3 separate regions of the Mus musculus genome follow, and all the other regions are linked to region 3. Evidence: chromatin contacts called from public HiChIP or PLAC-seq data. All regions are on one chromosome and are shown on one strand. The core of a region is the stretch at or near the end of the contact, and the rest is flanking DNA. Distances in the headings are between cores, read along the strand shown.

Region 1 (4,546 bases), core at 710-3,209, 620 kb after region 3:
TCCCTTCCTGTCCCTCCTACTCATCTTTCAGAGCTTCCTTGAGGGACTTTCCAAGGACAGGAACCTCAGGACAGACCCAGCATATACAGGCACTCTCCCTGTCCCTGCTCCATTTAGGCTCAGTGTCCTTGGCTGAGGGCTGGTCTTAGTACGCTCCTATGGGAGTGACCAAGCAGGCATTGAGGGTAGGGCTGAGTGCCTCTTGTCCCCTTGCTACAGTATCTGAGGACACCCCCCCACACACACACACACACAGACACTCTGCGGCCAGCTGATGCTCCAGAAGCGCCCAGAATCCAGCAGGAGTGCATATGGCCCCAAGAACCGGGAGAAGGCAGAATGGGCTCTCCCATGGAGGCCAAAGAAAGCAAAGCCAAGAGCTGCCCACGGTTGGCTAAGCATGAGTGAGAGAAGTGGAAAGATGGCTGACAGGAGGTCAAAACCCTGGAAGGAGGACCAAGGCTCAAACTGTAAAGCGTTTGGGAACCACTGAAGGCCACAGGGAGAGCTTGTGGTGTCAGGAATAGAGAGCGCCTAAGGTCACACCCACCCAATCAGAGGCTCACTGGACTCTGGGCCACCCACCAGCATGCCACTCCCATAGGCCCAGTGGAACCTCCCCTCCCAGGTCACACCCTTCCAAGGAGGCTAAACAGACACTCTGTTCCCACCCAGGGAGTGGCTTCCAGGAACAGACCTCCTGGGAAGTGGACCCTGTGGCAGGTAGCAGACCAAAGCTCCTTTCTCTTAACAAAGCTTTCTTGGCATTACTTTTTCTACCTGGAAAACAGGGGTGTTCTCTAACACCCAACTCACCCATCTCACAAGATAAGGGATGAAACAAGACCAGGCATACACGGTGCGCTCGCTCGCTCGCGCTCTCTCGCTCGCGCTCTCTCGCTCGCGCTCTCTCGTTAAACATTTACCAGCACCAAGATTTTGTGAAAGGCAGCAGGAGACAGAAGCACTCTGGGACAGAGCTCCGGAGCTGGAATCCCAGCTGCTCACCTTACTTCATTAGCTGACCTGGGGCAAATCACTTAGCTTCTTAATAACAGCTTTGGCTCCAGTGATGCTGTACTGCGCGCTAAATGAGTACATACACAGAGCTTTAACGCGGAGAGGGAAGCCCAGCCTATCATCAGTGTTTTATCAGTGTGTGGCCTTCATTATCAGTGGGAAGGGGCTCCCCTTCTCCTCCCACCACACACACCAGGACACACTTTCGAAGGCTCTGTTAGATGTCCCTGGTCCCCCTCCTCACCGCACGTGCCCCACTTGAGTTTTTAGTTTCTGGCCCTCCCAGAACATCTTCACCCGTCAGATTTTTATCTTCGTACCTTCTACCTAAGGGCTGTCTCAGACACCCCCCCAAAACCTAAAACTCAAGCACCTCCTCCTCCTCCTCCGGTTGAGGCTTTTAAATCTTTGACCGGGCAGCCGCCCACTTCTCTAGGTTGTGACCTCCAGCCCTGACAGACACACCCTCTTCTTAAGTTACTCTGAGCGCCCCCTTTTATGAGACCCGTTCCGAGCCCCTCCTATGCGCCCCCACTTAGTATTCCAAACTTTGCACAAATTTCAAACCCGGCCACGCCCCCTCCACCGGTCTAACCACTGGTCGCGACAGTCCCCTCCCCTTTCCCTCATTTTTGGGCCCGCGACCCTTTTCCACGCGACCCTCCCCTCCAAGAGTGAACTTTGACCCGACCGGCCCCGCCCCCTTCCGAATAACCGCTCTCCCACGGCGCGTGCCCAGACCCACCCGCCCCCAGCCACAAACCCCTTGCACGGTAACCCCCTAACCTACCGGCTTGGCGCCGCGGTCGCTCGCGGCCTAGCTGCCTGGCCCAGAACTCTGTGCCCGCGTACCGCCCTCAGCGGTCTCGCGCCGCCGCCGCCGCGGCTACTGCCGCCGCCATGTTGAATCCCCAATGAACATCCGGGGCCTCCCCTACTCCTCGCCGCCCACTAGTCCCCATGGCAACGGAGCTGACCGGGTGATGGGCGGGGCCTACTCGGAGGCGGGGCAGCGAGCCGGGCAGGGTTCCCTAAAACCACTGATTGGTGCGAGTGGCCCAATCGGAGACCGCTAGGTGGAGAATGAAGAGCAGAGATTGGGAAGTTTTGAAAAGGTGCGGGATCGTTGACTCCCCGCCCACTCCGCCTCTTAAAGGGGAAATAACGACTTTCGCGTGGCAGAGTCCCACGGGCTCCCAAAAAAGTAAAGTGGAATACGAGAACATAAAGGCCAGAAACAGTTCTTAAGCACTTATTATGCCTTTGTTAGCACGCGACTAGTTCTGCTGTAAACTGTTAACACAACCCTGTTGTTGTAACACCCATTTTACAGGTAAACAAGCTAATAGGATGCTAGTTGGTTTATGACTACTGAAAGCAAGTTTTGAATGAAGCTCTGTCCGAATCTGGAAATCTGACACTATTTGATCTTAATCTTTTAAATAAGTTTTTTTTTTTTTAAGTCAGTCAATCACGAGTGTGTGAGATGCATCAGTGGATAGAAGGCGCTTGTTGCCGAGCCTGAAGTTTGATCTCCTGGACCCACACGGTAGAACTGATTCCCAGGAGTTGATCTGTAGCCTCCACAAGAGAGCCATAGACATAAAATAGAGGGATAAGTGTAATTAAGTGTTTTTAAATTAATCAAAATGGAAAACACAGCGGAAACAAAGCCCATAAACTAATACACCCTTCCACCTATGGGTTCATTAGGTCTTACTGAAAAATTTAAAAATGCTTTCTCATCAAGGATTTTGAGGGTTTTATTTGTTTATTTGGGTATCAGACACTGAACTTAGGGCTTTTATACAGGACAGGCAAGCAGTAGTACTAGGGAAGTCCCCGGCCCTAGAGAATTCTAGGCAAATGCTTTCCCCAGCTGAGCCCCTTGGGAGACTGAGGCTACAGGTTTTCCCAAACAGGCTTTCTCTGGTTCTTTTCACGGGCTTTTTCTTCTGTCTGGAAGATTCTCTTCTTTAAGCATCCTCCTGACTCCCAGGGTTCCTTTGGGTTTTTCCTCAAACATTATGTTCTCTAAGGGGCAAAATGTCCTACCTTGTGCTATTAAATCCTTTGCCAGCTTCTGGCAAAGCTTCCTTTCCTTTGCCGCCTGTGGTTTTGTGTTTGGCTGGCTGGTTTTGGTTTCGTGAGACAGGGTCTCAGGACGTAGCCCAGGCTGACCTTGAACTATGCTTTTTGCTCGTAGCCAGAGCCTTGATATTATTGGTATGTAAATGCTCAGTACATATTTATAAAAGGGGTGGCTGACTAAAAGGTAATTCCACCCTCCAAAGATTCACTTAAATGATGCTTGCCTGTGTGCTTCACCTGCACACTGCCAGGCACACCGCAGGCATTCTGTTAACATGTGCAAACCAAGAATGAATGAAGGGCTGCGGTTCAGGTCTCTGCTTGCCTTCTTTTCTCCCCATCATCCCTATCTCTCCCTTCAGCTTATGTCCACTTGAACTCAAGGCCTCCGATGCACTAAGAGAGTCTTTTAGCACTGGGATTACAGGCACGTGTCTCCTTACCATGCCTGGAAGAATGGTCTGAAATATATATCTTAAAAAAACGATTTATGGGGAGAACTGGAAGGAGTGGAGGGATGGGACACTGCAGTTGAGAAGTAATGTATGAAAGAAGAGTAAATAAATTTAAAAATTATTCCCGCTGGGCAGTGGTGGTGCACGCCTTTAATCCCAGCACTCAGGAGGCAGAGGCAGGCGGATTTCTGAGTTCGAGGCCAGCCTGGTCTACAGAGTGAGTTCTAGGACAGCCAGGGCTATACAGAGAAACCCTGTCTCGAAAAACCAAAGAATAAAAAATAAAATAAATAATTATTCCCCACCCCAGAAAAATAAGTAGGTTTAAAGAAATATTCCCCATCCCTCTGTGTGTGTGTGTGTGTGTGTGTGTGTGTGTGTGTACCCCTCTGCGTGTGTGTGTTCTCAGAGGCTAGAAGAGGGCCTCTGAAAAAGCAACAAGTGCTCTTACGGACGGAGCCATTTCTCCAGCCCCAGAAAAATACCTTTTAAAACTAAGACTATATACATCATCAGTGACTCTTGATGTCAATAAATATTCTTCAAGAAGATTAATCTTGGGGCTGCCTAAGAAGCCATCCTACTAATTGACTCTAATTTGCTCAGCCACACTTTCCTCATTGAGCTCCTGTGCTGTGGTACACAGTTTGCTTTTAGAAACCATCATCCACAAAAATAAAAAAAACAAGCCCAAGCAGCTACATAATTGTTTCCTTTGAATACACGAGTGATGGGCTAGAGGAAATGTGAGCGAGTTCACCTTATCTTCTAAACTCTGAGTGTGGGGTCGGGAGCTGGGGATTGAGCCCAGGACTGTAAGAGAATCTTGACTGGTTCTGAATAAGTGAGGCACACTCTCAGCTCCTGAAGAACTGTTTGCTTGTATTTGGTTTTGTTTTAGACAAAGTCTCATGCAGCCCAGGCTCATGCCTGGAACTCAGGATGTAGCCAAGGATGACCTCCAGCTGATGATCTGTCTG
Region 2 (4,627 bases), core at 731-3,230, 740 kb after region 3:
AGTGGTGGGATCGCAGGCATGCAGCACCCCCACCCCCAGCTGCTTTAGCCTATTTATAGCTTCCATGTCATAAGTGTGGAGCACCACCCCCACGCTGCTGGGAACACCACCATACTGCTGGGAAGACTTCCTAGTTTACACTGGGCGATACTCCTCGTCTCCCTTACACTAGCTACAGTGAAGCTTTCTAGAGCTTGCAGGCAAGTGAATTTTAACCCAGTTAATCCATCAAAACTCTCCCCTGAATGACGGCTGTGACTTTCTTCCCTAAAGCTCCCCATCCTGCGTGAGCCACAGGAGCAAACTCTGTGGGCATCCTTAAATACACACTCACGAACTCAGCATGGCCGCAGAAGCCCGAAATCACCGTGCTCAGAAGACAGAGGCAGGAGGATGGTGAGTTCGAGGCCAGCCCGGGCTACGGAGAGTGAGAAGGGTTTTAAAATAAAATAAGTAAGAGGCTAAGATGGTAGCTCAGTTGGTGAAGTGCTTGCTGCACAGGGATGAGTATCTTAGTCTGGCTCCCTAACACGCTTATAAAAAGCAAAGTGTGGCCACATCAGTCACCACAGCCCTGACTCAGTGAAAGACAAAAGGATCCCTGGGACTTCCAGATTGTTTGAGAGACCCTGTTCCAGAAAAATAAAGTGTATGCCTAGCAAGATGGCTCAGTATATGACGGAGCCTGCCCGACACCCGAGTTCAATCCCCAGAACCCACCGCTGAAGGAAAGATGACCTCTGACCCACACACATGCAACGACACTCCCATGCATGTGTTGCACCTACACACAATAAAAACACATAAAAAAATAAATAAGTACATAGATAAATAATGAAAAGTGATTGACAAAGACCCTGGAAAAGACTGGAGAGATGGCTCAGTGGTTAAGAGCGTTGACTGTTTTTTTTACAGAGAACCTGAGTCTGGTTTCTGCAATAGCTCACAGCCATTTGTAACTCCAAGGCTCACAGCACCCCTGCCTGCCTCTGTGGATACTGCATGCATGTGGTTCACATAGGCACAGGAAGGCAAACACTCATATACATTGTCTTGGTTAGGGTTTCTATTGCTACAATGAAACACCGTTACCAAAAAACAAGTTGGGGAGGAAAGAGCTTATTTGGCTCATACTTCCACATTGCTGTTCATTATTGAAAGAAGTCAGGACAGGAACCCAGACAGAACAGGGACCTGGAGGCAGGAGATGATGCAGAAGCAGTGGAAGGTTGCTCCTTATGGCTTGCTCAGCCTGCTTTCTTATACAACCCAGGACTACCAGTCCAGGGACAGCACCGCTCATAATGGGTTGCTCCCCCCCCCCAATCAATCACTAATTGAGAAAATGCCCTACAGCTGGATCTCATGGAGACATTTTCTTAACGGAGGCCCCTTCCTCCCCGATGACTCTTAGTTGTGTCAAGTTAACACACAAAACCACCCAGTACACACACAAAATGAAAATAAATAATACATCTAAAATAATAACAATAGCTGAGAAGTACTGTTATCTGCCTTGGAGCCTATCACTCAAGAGGCAGAGGCAGGGGGATCTTTGTGAGTTTCAGGCCAGCCTGATCTACATAGTGTTCCTGGATAGCTACATAGTGGGTGGGAGATGGGTGGTGGTGGTAGTGAATATATAAGTAAATAAATAAATTTAAGGAGTCATGGGGGGGGGGCGTCGCTGATCTTCCTGGAGGGGAAGGGTTCGCTTAAGCTGAACAGCTGAGTAGCGATTGCTGCGGAGCCCGCGTGTTGAACGGTTCTGCTAAAGACGGATTCTGCTTCCAAGAACCGATCCTGTCTCTGCTTTCATTCTCTGGTTTCAAATCTGCGGTCAGAGCCACAGCTGAGCCTTTCGCTAGGGACCAAAGAATTTACCCTGACGACGGTGTTAGGAAAAGCTGCCTGGGGCGGAAGAGTGGGGCGGGGCGGGTCTCAGGGAAGGGGGCAGGGGAGGTGCCCGGGGTGTCCACCAGGGGATTGGCAGCCACGTTTCAGGGACAGGCGGCCTAGCTCGGCGGCCCTGGGCCGGGCTCACTCAGGCTGCAACGTTGCCCGGTGGCCCCGGGATCCTGAGCATAGAAGAAGACGGTCCACTAGGACCCCAGATCACGGGGCTGACTTCCCGGACCTCGGGTTACTCTTCGACTGCCTCCAGCGCCGGGTAGGGATTGGATCTTCCCCGCCAACTCAGAGCAGGCCGCCCGGTGAGCTCCCGGACAGGTACGGACCTGGGATGGGACTCGAGGGTCGTGTCCAAACCAGCGGCTGGAGCAGTCTGGAGAATGGAGGAGTCTCTCCACTGGCTCTGTGTGCCCCTCCCCGCCCCCAACCCACCCCACCCCAGGGACGCAGTCTCCAGGAGTCTGTACATCGTTTCCCAGACTCTTCCCTTATGCAGTGCACTCTTACACTGAGCTAGCTGTACACGTGCAAGTTGCAAAGCTACAAGTCCCACTGAGAAGACTTTACATTCCGTGTGTGTGTGTGTGTGTGTGTGTGTGTGTGTGTGTGTGGTTTTTCTTTTTCTTTTCTTTTGTACCTCTGACTGGCCTTGCTATGTAGCCCAGCCTGGCCTTGTACTCAGAGATCCCCCTGCCTCTTCCTCTTCAGTACTGGGACTAAACCCGTGCGCAGCCACACCCTACTATTTTTTACTAACATTTAAGATAGCATACAAAGTAGTGGGCTTCATTTCCCACGTTTCATACATACTTTGTTTTTATGGAACTAGGTCTACCGGGTCGATGGTGGCAGGAAAAAGTGCCTGCCGCCAAGCCTCCTGGTGATTCTCAAGACTCAGAGTTAAAGGCGAGAATGGAGACCCACGTGTTGTCCTCTGACCCACACACTAACACGCATACACATCAAACACTTGCGCAACAATAACATCTTACTTTTTATTTAAAATCAAATTTAAAAAAAAAAAAGAAGAAAAGGTTCTCCCAGCACCCCCTCTCGCAGCTCTACCCATGTCCCAAATAGCCAACCGAAAAGGGGGAAAAGAAATAGCCAGCCCAGACCAACATGTAGGCCCTGGGCCGCGGCTGGATCACTCTGGCTGGCAGCCCCTTTGCAGAATGCGTGCTTCAGGGTCTCAGGCTGTTTCCTGACTTAGCTACATTGATGCATTTCAGCTGTGTTTATTCCTTTCCGTGTAACGTTTGTTCTTCTGAGTTCATTTCTTCAGTTTATTCCACTCCCTGTCTTGGAAGTATAAATAACACAAATCTGATTTTAGTGGTTTGTTTTGTTTTGTTTTGTTCTGTTTTTCGCCAGTAGCCCTGGCGGTCCTGGAACTCGTTCTGTAGACCAGGCTGGCCTCGAACTCAGAGCCTGCCTCTGCGCAAATCTGATTTTAAACAATGACCGTGTGCTGACTAGTTTTATGTCAAATTGACACAAGCTAACATCACTTGGGAAGAGGGTCCCACAACTGAACAGATGCCCCCATCAGTTTGGCCAGTAGTACATTTTCTTAATTAGTGATTGATGTGAGAGAGCCCAGTCCTTTCTTTTGGGTGGTTTTGCCCCTGGGCTGGTGGTCCTGGGTTCTATAAGGAAGCAGTTTGAGCAAGCCCTGAGAAGCAAACCAGTAAGCAGCCATCCTCCATGGCCTCTGCATCAGCTCCTGCCTCCAGATCCCTGCCCTGATTTCTGGATAATGAACTACAGGCTATGCACTAAAATAAACCCTTTCCTCCCAAAGGTGCTATTGGTGTTTTTTTCACAGCTATAGAAAATCTAACGAAGACAAATTATCTAAATGTCCTAAGAGAATACCAGCAAATAGACCAGTCAGAGGGACAGAATTTATATGAAGACAAAGGGTTCCTTAAAGGAGCACCCACCTTCTATGCAATCAGTTAAAATAGCAATGGGTTTACTTTTCAAAATATGTAATTTGTACACGTGGGGAGATGGCCAAATCCATAAAGCATTTACCTGGCAAACACAGGGACCTGAGTTCAGATCCCCAGCACCCACAAAAAAAGCCAAAGCAAGATGAGCACGCAGATAAACCCAGGAAGAGGGGATGGGGGGGTTGTCTCTGGAGCTTACTCACTATCCAGGTTAGCCAGGTCCATGCGCTCCAACAGAAAACAGCTGGAGAGCATGGGAAGGGTGCTTAAGCTGGACTTCCAGCCGCCGCACTCACCAACACACATACTCGACATACAGGCATGGCTAATATTCGAGCATTGGTATATAGTTTTTACCTTATTCTGCTTTGTACTTTCTGGGTAGCTAATTAGAAAATCTTCTTTATGTGTTATGGGTTTTGCTTTTTTTTTTTTTTTTTGGAGATACAGTTTCAAAAAAAAAAAAAAAAAAAGTTATCCCATACACCTTACTATGTATCCTTACAGTGGCCTCAGATATACTGAAATCCTCCTGCCTTCGCCTCCTAAGTGCTGAAATTAGCCCGGCATGGTAGTGTATGCCTTTAATGTCAGCAGAGGCAGCCTTGTCTACAGAGTAAATTCCAGGACAGCCAGGGCTACACAGAGAAACCTTGCGGCAGGAAAGCAGGGGAGGGGTTGTGGGGGATGGGCTGAGGGTGTGGTGATAGAAATGAACCAGTATGGAATGGGTCCAGGGGTCCAGACTCTGGAGGAGT
Region 3 (4,622 bases), core at 1,546-4,045:
GCTACGGCTTTTCCAGAGGAGTTCAGCCTCCTGACAGCTACAGTGCCTGGAACCCAAGCTGCAGGGGATCCTGTACCTCAGGCCCCTAGACCACCTGTGCTCATGGACACACAACTCCACACACATGCATTTCAAGAAGAACATAAAGGGTTAATCTTTTTTTTTTAATTTTATTTATTTATTATATGTAAATACACTGTAGCTGTCCTCAGACACTCCAGGAGAGGGCATCTGATCTCATTACGGATGGTTGTGAGCCACCATGTGGTTGCTGGGATTTGGACTCAGGACCTCTGGAAGAGCAGTCAGTGCTCTTAACCACTGAGCCATCTCTCCAGCCCCAAGAGTTAATCTTTAAAGAAAAAGACAAATACCCACACTGTCACTCACGTGGGATCTGACCCTGTCGTCTCATTGGAACAGTGAAACGCTGGACAATGCGGTTTGAATGGCAGAGGTTGGATGTGCAGCACTGTGGTGGTGGGAGAGACGAAGAACCATAAGGAAGAGTTGGGAAGATGCTGATCATATAGAGACGACAACACTTCAGCTACGCAGCAGAAGTCCAGAGATGCACCATGAGACATGGTGACTGTGATTAATAGTTTGTAAAGACTAAGGAGCATAGACAGGAAGTACACTCATTACAAAAATGGCAATTCAGTCGTTCCGATGCACACAAAGTCTCCAAATTATCACACTGTACACAATACAAACAAATCATCTGAAAATTGAGAAAGTTCTGCTTTACATTAATACACAGTTTGTGTTCTTGTTGTTTTGAGACAGGGTGTCACCATGTAGTCCAGCCAGCCCAGAGCTCGTCCTGTGGATCAAGCTGCTACGCAAGTCACAGGGATCTCCTGCTTCTGCCTCCCAAATTCCAAGATTGAAGCCTAGCTTTTCTTTTTGAGCCGCTTTCTTAAACATCCACCAGCAATCGCATTGTTTCTCACACTCCCTTGTCCTGCAGAACACTGAGGGGAATGAACCCAAGATGGCCTCACAGAGAACAACTAAAGCACACCAGGCCCTTAGGATATGGTGGCACTGCACTAACAGGCTTCACCACAGGCATCCTAAGGTTCCTGACAGGCCTGGAGAGCCTGAGGGAACAGAACCAAGACTCCAACCCGATACCACAGATCCACACCCACTATCAGCCATGGCATTGCTCATCTGGACCTGGCCAACATTACCCATTACACACACACACACACACACACACACACACACACACACACACACAGAGTCAGAAAATCACTAGCTCTCAAAGATGCCAAATTCAGTGCTATCACTTTTCCACTCCCAAAGTTCTCAAGAGTGAACAGAAATCGTCTACCACCTACATTTTCCCCTGTACAGAACACCTATTAAACACATCCCATCTAACCTTAAGTGAATGAGACTCAAACTACCATATTTATTTATTAGGTTCTGTGCAATTACTGCGGGATGACCCTAATCTATATCTCTAAATGACAGTCTGGCGACTGGCTCGACTGCACTTCCCAAATCCTTGCTGTTTCAAACTTCCAGGGCTACTTCTGCTCCAGCCGTCTGGTGTCCCCGGGAGGCATATCACTCTGTCAGGAACGGTTGGTCCAGCTCTTGGAGACCTCCTGTTCTCTAGTCTTTTCCTCCCCTGTGCTCTGCCTCTGTTCTCTCTCCTCCCCTGGTGGTGCCTACTTGAGACCCACAGCTCAGTTACTCAAACTCTACCTCTCTCTATTCCTCTCAGGAACTGGCTGTGGCTAGTTTTATTTAAACTCAGGTTTTAAGCTGGGGAGCAAAGTTCACATAGCATCACTTGGAGTATGTGAGGATCTGCTCATGGCGAAGGGTGGGGGGGGGGGGACACCAGATCTTGGGAGCCAGTATTTAGCATTAAATACAAGCAGCACCAGCACCCCTGAAGTCCCCCTGCTTTGAAAGGAAGGTCTATAAAGATCAAAGTCCATCTGCTATGTGATGCCATGGATAGGAATTGGTTTGAGTTTGAGATTCCTAAGGTTAACCTCTGGAGATTCTTATCTATAAAGTCTAGGGGAAAGGTCTGATTATTGAGAGATATCAAGGATCACTGAAACAATAGTGAGAATACTAATTGGGAGGAGAACGAACAATGTAAGAGCCACAAAGTTGGAGCTATCAGTTTGTCTGTTACTCCTTCATTTACTGACAATTCTATAGTCTAAACCTAAAGCCTCGTTTCTCACACGGAGAGAAAGCACAAACTTCGCCCTTGAGTCTTAGCTGAGTAGCAATAAAGATCTCATGCTTCTCTAGCCCTCCTTTGGAATAATGGCCGAAATGGGGAGCCTGTGGGGAGCCCAAGGAAGCCTGAGATCCCAAACTAGATCTGAGAGCATCCTCAATGAGCACTTTCCCTCCCTTCCCGCAACACTCGCATTGCTACAGCTCAGGGAAACCTAGGGATCTTATCCCCCTAGGGGCCCCTCGGAGGCACTTCCGGCCTCAGCTACTCATGTACCTCAAAGGAAGCTTCCCTTCAGACTCTGCACCTGATCTTTCCTTGCTTCAGCCCCTGTGCCTGCAAGAGAAAGCAGGAGCAGAAAGCTACAAGCATAGTGACACAGGAGATGCAGAGTGCTCAAGGTGCGTATACATACAGAGAAACAGACACACACATCACCGCCCCTACACACTCACACAAATATCAACATCCATCCCACACCCACACCCAGCATGCTGGCTCCGATCTTACTCTGTGAGGACGTAGGCCATAGAGCGATTTCTTCCACCTACGAGAAAAACCTGACTTTTCAAGGGAGCGATACACGACACCGGAATTCGATCCGTTACTTCCGGTGCGGTGGACCCTGGGAAATGTAGTCCTTGCGGCGGAACTCCGGGAAGCCCAGAGCTCAGAGGTTCAGGGCGATCCGAGCTTGCTACTGGGACCAGCCCACCTGGGAGCTGCGCCTGGTGGTGTCAGGGGTTTTTCCAAAAAGGCACAGCCTTTAAAAGCTCCCGTGTGGTGCTCAAAAGGTACTTCCGCTTCTGCGCGCCACTGATTTTTCTCTTCCCTGGAGCGGACTGACAAGCAGAACAGGAAGTAAGATCAGAATGGGATATAAGTGACTTGAGTCCCACTGAGTGGGATTCCACCTCGCTGTGACCTGGTAGGGACTATGGTAAATTTGGAAAGACTAAACTAAAGAATTGTTGGTGTTAAACGTGGATAGTTTACATCAGCGATTTCAGACAGCCAGGTGTTCTGGACCCTCCCTGAGTTCAGGGTCCCTGTTACCTAGATAGAAAACGGTGAGTGAGGAACACATCAGAAAGTTTCAACTGAGTCGTGTCCGTTAGACAGTAATTTACCTCACGTTGAAGGATGAAAACAAGGAGGATTTGAAAACAAGTCAGACTCAACCGAGTATCAACTACAGAAAATATGTTAAAGTTCAGTACTCTAGAAGATTACGAGTGACCGTAATGAAGACTCAGGTTGATTTGATAATCGAGACAGACTGGGGACACAACATTGCCAGTGTAAATAAAGAGGCCAAGTCATCAAGTATAATAAACATGGCTGCGCGTGGTAAGACATGCCTTTTATCCCAGCAAAGGGGAGGCACAGCTCACTGCATGTGTGTGAGACTGAAGCCAGCTACAAGTATAGAGTGAAACCCTCCCTAAAAACTAAAATAAACTAAAAGTACTAATAGCGCAGCTTCAGGCACGAAGCAGGGGGAAAGCCTGGTAAGTAATAAGGTAGTAATAAGAATGACAGCCAGAAAATGGCCTAGTTGGCCGTCATTGGGAAGAGAGACCCCTTGGTCTTGCAAAGTTTATATGCCCCAGTACAGGGGAACGCCAGGGCCAAGAAGTGGGAGTGAGTGGGTAGGGGAGCAGGGCAGGGGGGAGGGTATAGGGAACTTTCAGGATAGCATTTGAAATGTAAATAAAGAAAATATCTAATAAATAAGAAAAGAAGCAGGGGGTGGGGGTGGGGGGAGATCAAATTGTGAGGGCTGGAGGGATGGCTCAGTGGTTAACAGCACTGACTGCTCTTCTGAAGGTCCTGAGTTCAAATCCCAGCAACCACATTGTAGCTCACAACCATCCCTAATGAGATCTGACGCCCTCTTATGGTGTGTCTGAAGACATCTACAGTGTAGTTACATACAATAATAATAAATCTTTAAAAAAAAAAAAAAAAGAAAGAAAGAAAGAAAAGAAAAAAAAAGAATGACATCCAAATCCACCATCACCTCAATAATTTTCAACCTCAATAATGAATAGAACAGACAGAAAAGCAATAGGGCATAATTGAATTAGAAAACATATCAAAATGGAGACAGTTAAAATGTAATGAAATCCAGACGCTTTGAAATTACTGCTTTCATTTACACACATGTAGCAGAAATGGTCCCTAGTCTCCTTCGAAGACCATACTTGTGTACAAGGCCCATTTTTTACTCTACACACAAAAAAAATGATTTCTGTGAGCACATCTGTTGGTTAAGTTTCTCTTCAAGTATAGACTGATGTCTTTTTGTTATTCATTCTTGGAGGCAATGTTGTTTCAAAACAACTTCTTTGACCTCCATTTTACATTTACAAACCCTTGCCTTTCTTTTTTGTTTGTTTTT

Evidence for each region. HiChIP or PLAC-seq counts read pairs in DNA pulled down with a chosen protein or histone mark.
Region 1: an H3K4me3 HiChIP or PLAC-seq map of bone marrow-derived macrophages shows a contact between it and region 3, with 5 times the contacts expected there. The contact joins the promoter of Pak4 here to the promoter of Zfp780b in region 3. A contact is called at or near these places in 1 of 39 promoter capture datasets (cranial neural crest) and 1 of 115 datasets of contacts at active chromatin or transcription factors (bone marrow-derived macrophages).
Region 2: an H3K4me3 HiChIP or PLAC-seq map of bone marrow-derived macrophages shows a contact between it and region 3, with 5 times the contacts expected there. The contact joins the promoter of Fbxo17 here to the promoter of Zfp780b in region 3. A contact is called at or near these places in 2 of 39 promoter capture datasets (both in liver) and 2 of 115 datasets of contacts at active chromatin or transcription factors (both in bone marrow-derived macrophages).

What each region holds. Positions count from the first base shown.
Region 1 is chr7:28,596,225-28,600,770 of GRCm38.p6, forward strand. It overlaps Pak4 (p21 (RAC1) activated kinase 4), which reads right to left and starts at 1,960. Exons shown (of 10, transcript NM_027470.3): 1 at 1,811-1,960.
Region 2 is chr7:28,714,810-28,719,436 of GRCm38.p6, forward strand. Fbxo17 (F-box protein 17) reads left to right here and starts at 1,981. Exons shown (of 7, transcript NM_015796.2): 1 at 1,981-2,229.
Region 3 is chr7:27,976,362-27,980,983 of GRCm38.p6, forward strand. Zfp780b (zinc finger protein 780B) reads right to left here and starts at 2,796. Exons shown (of 6, transcript NM_001081021.1): 1 at 2,729-2,796; 2 at 379-472.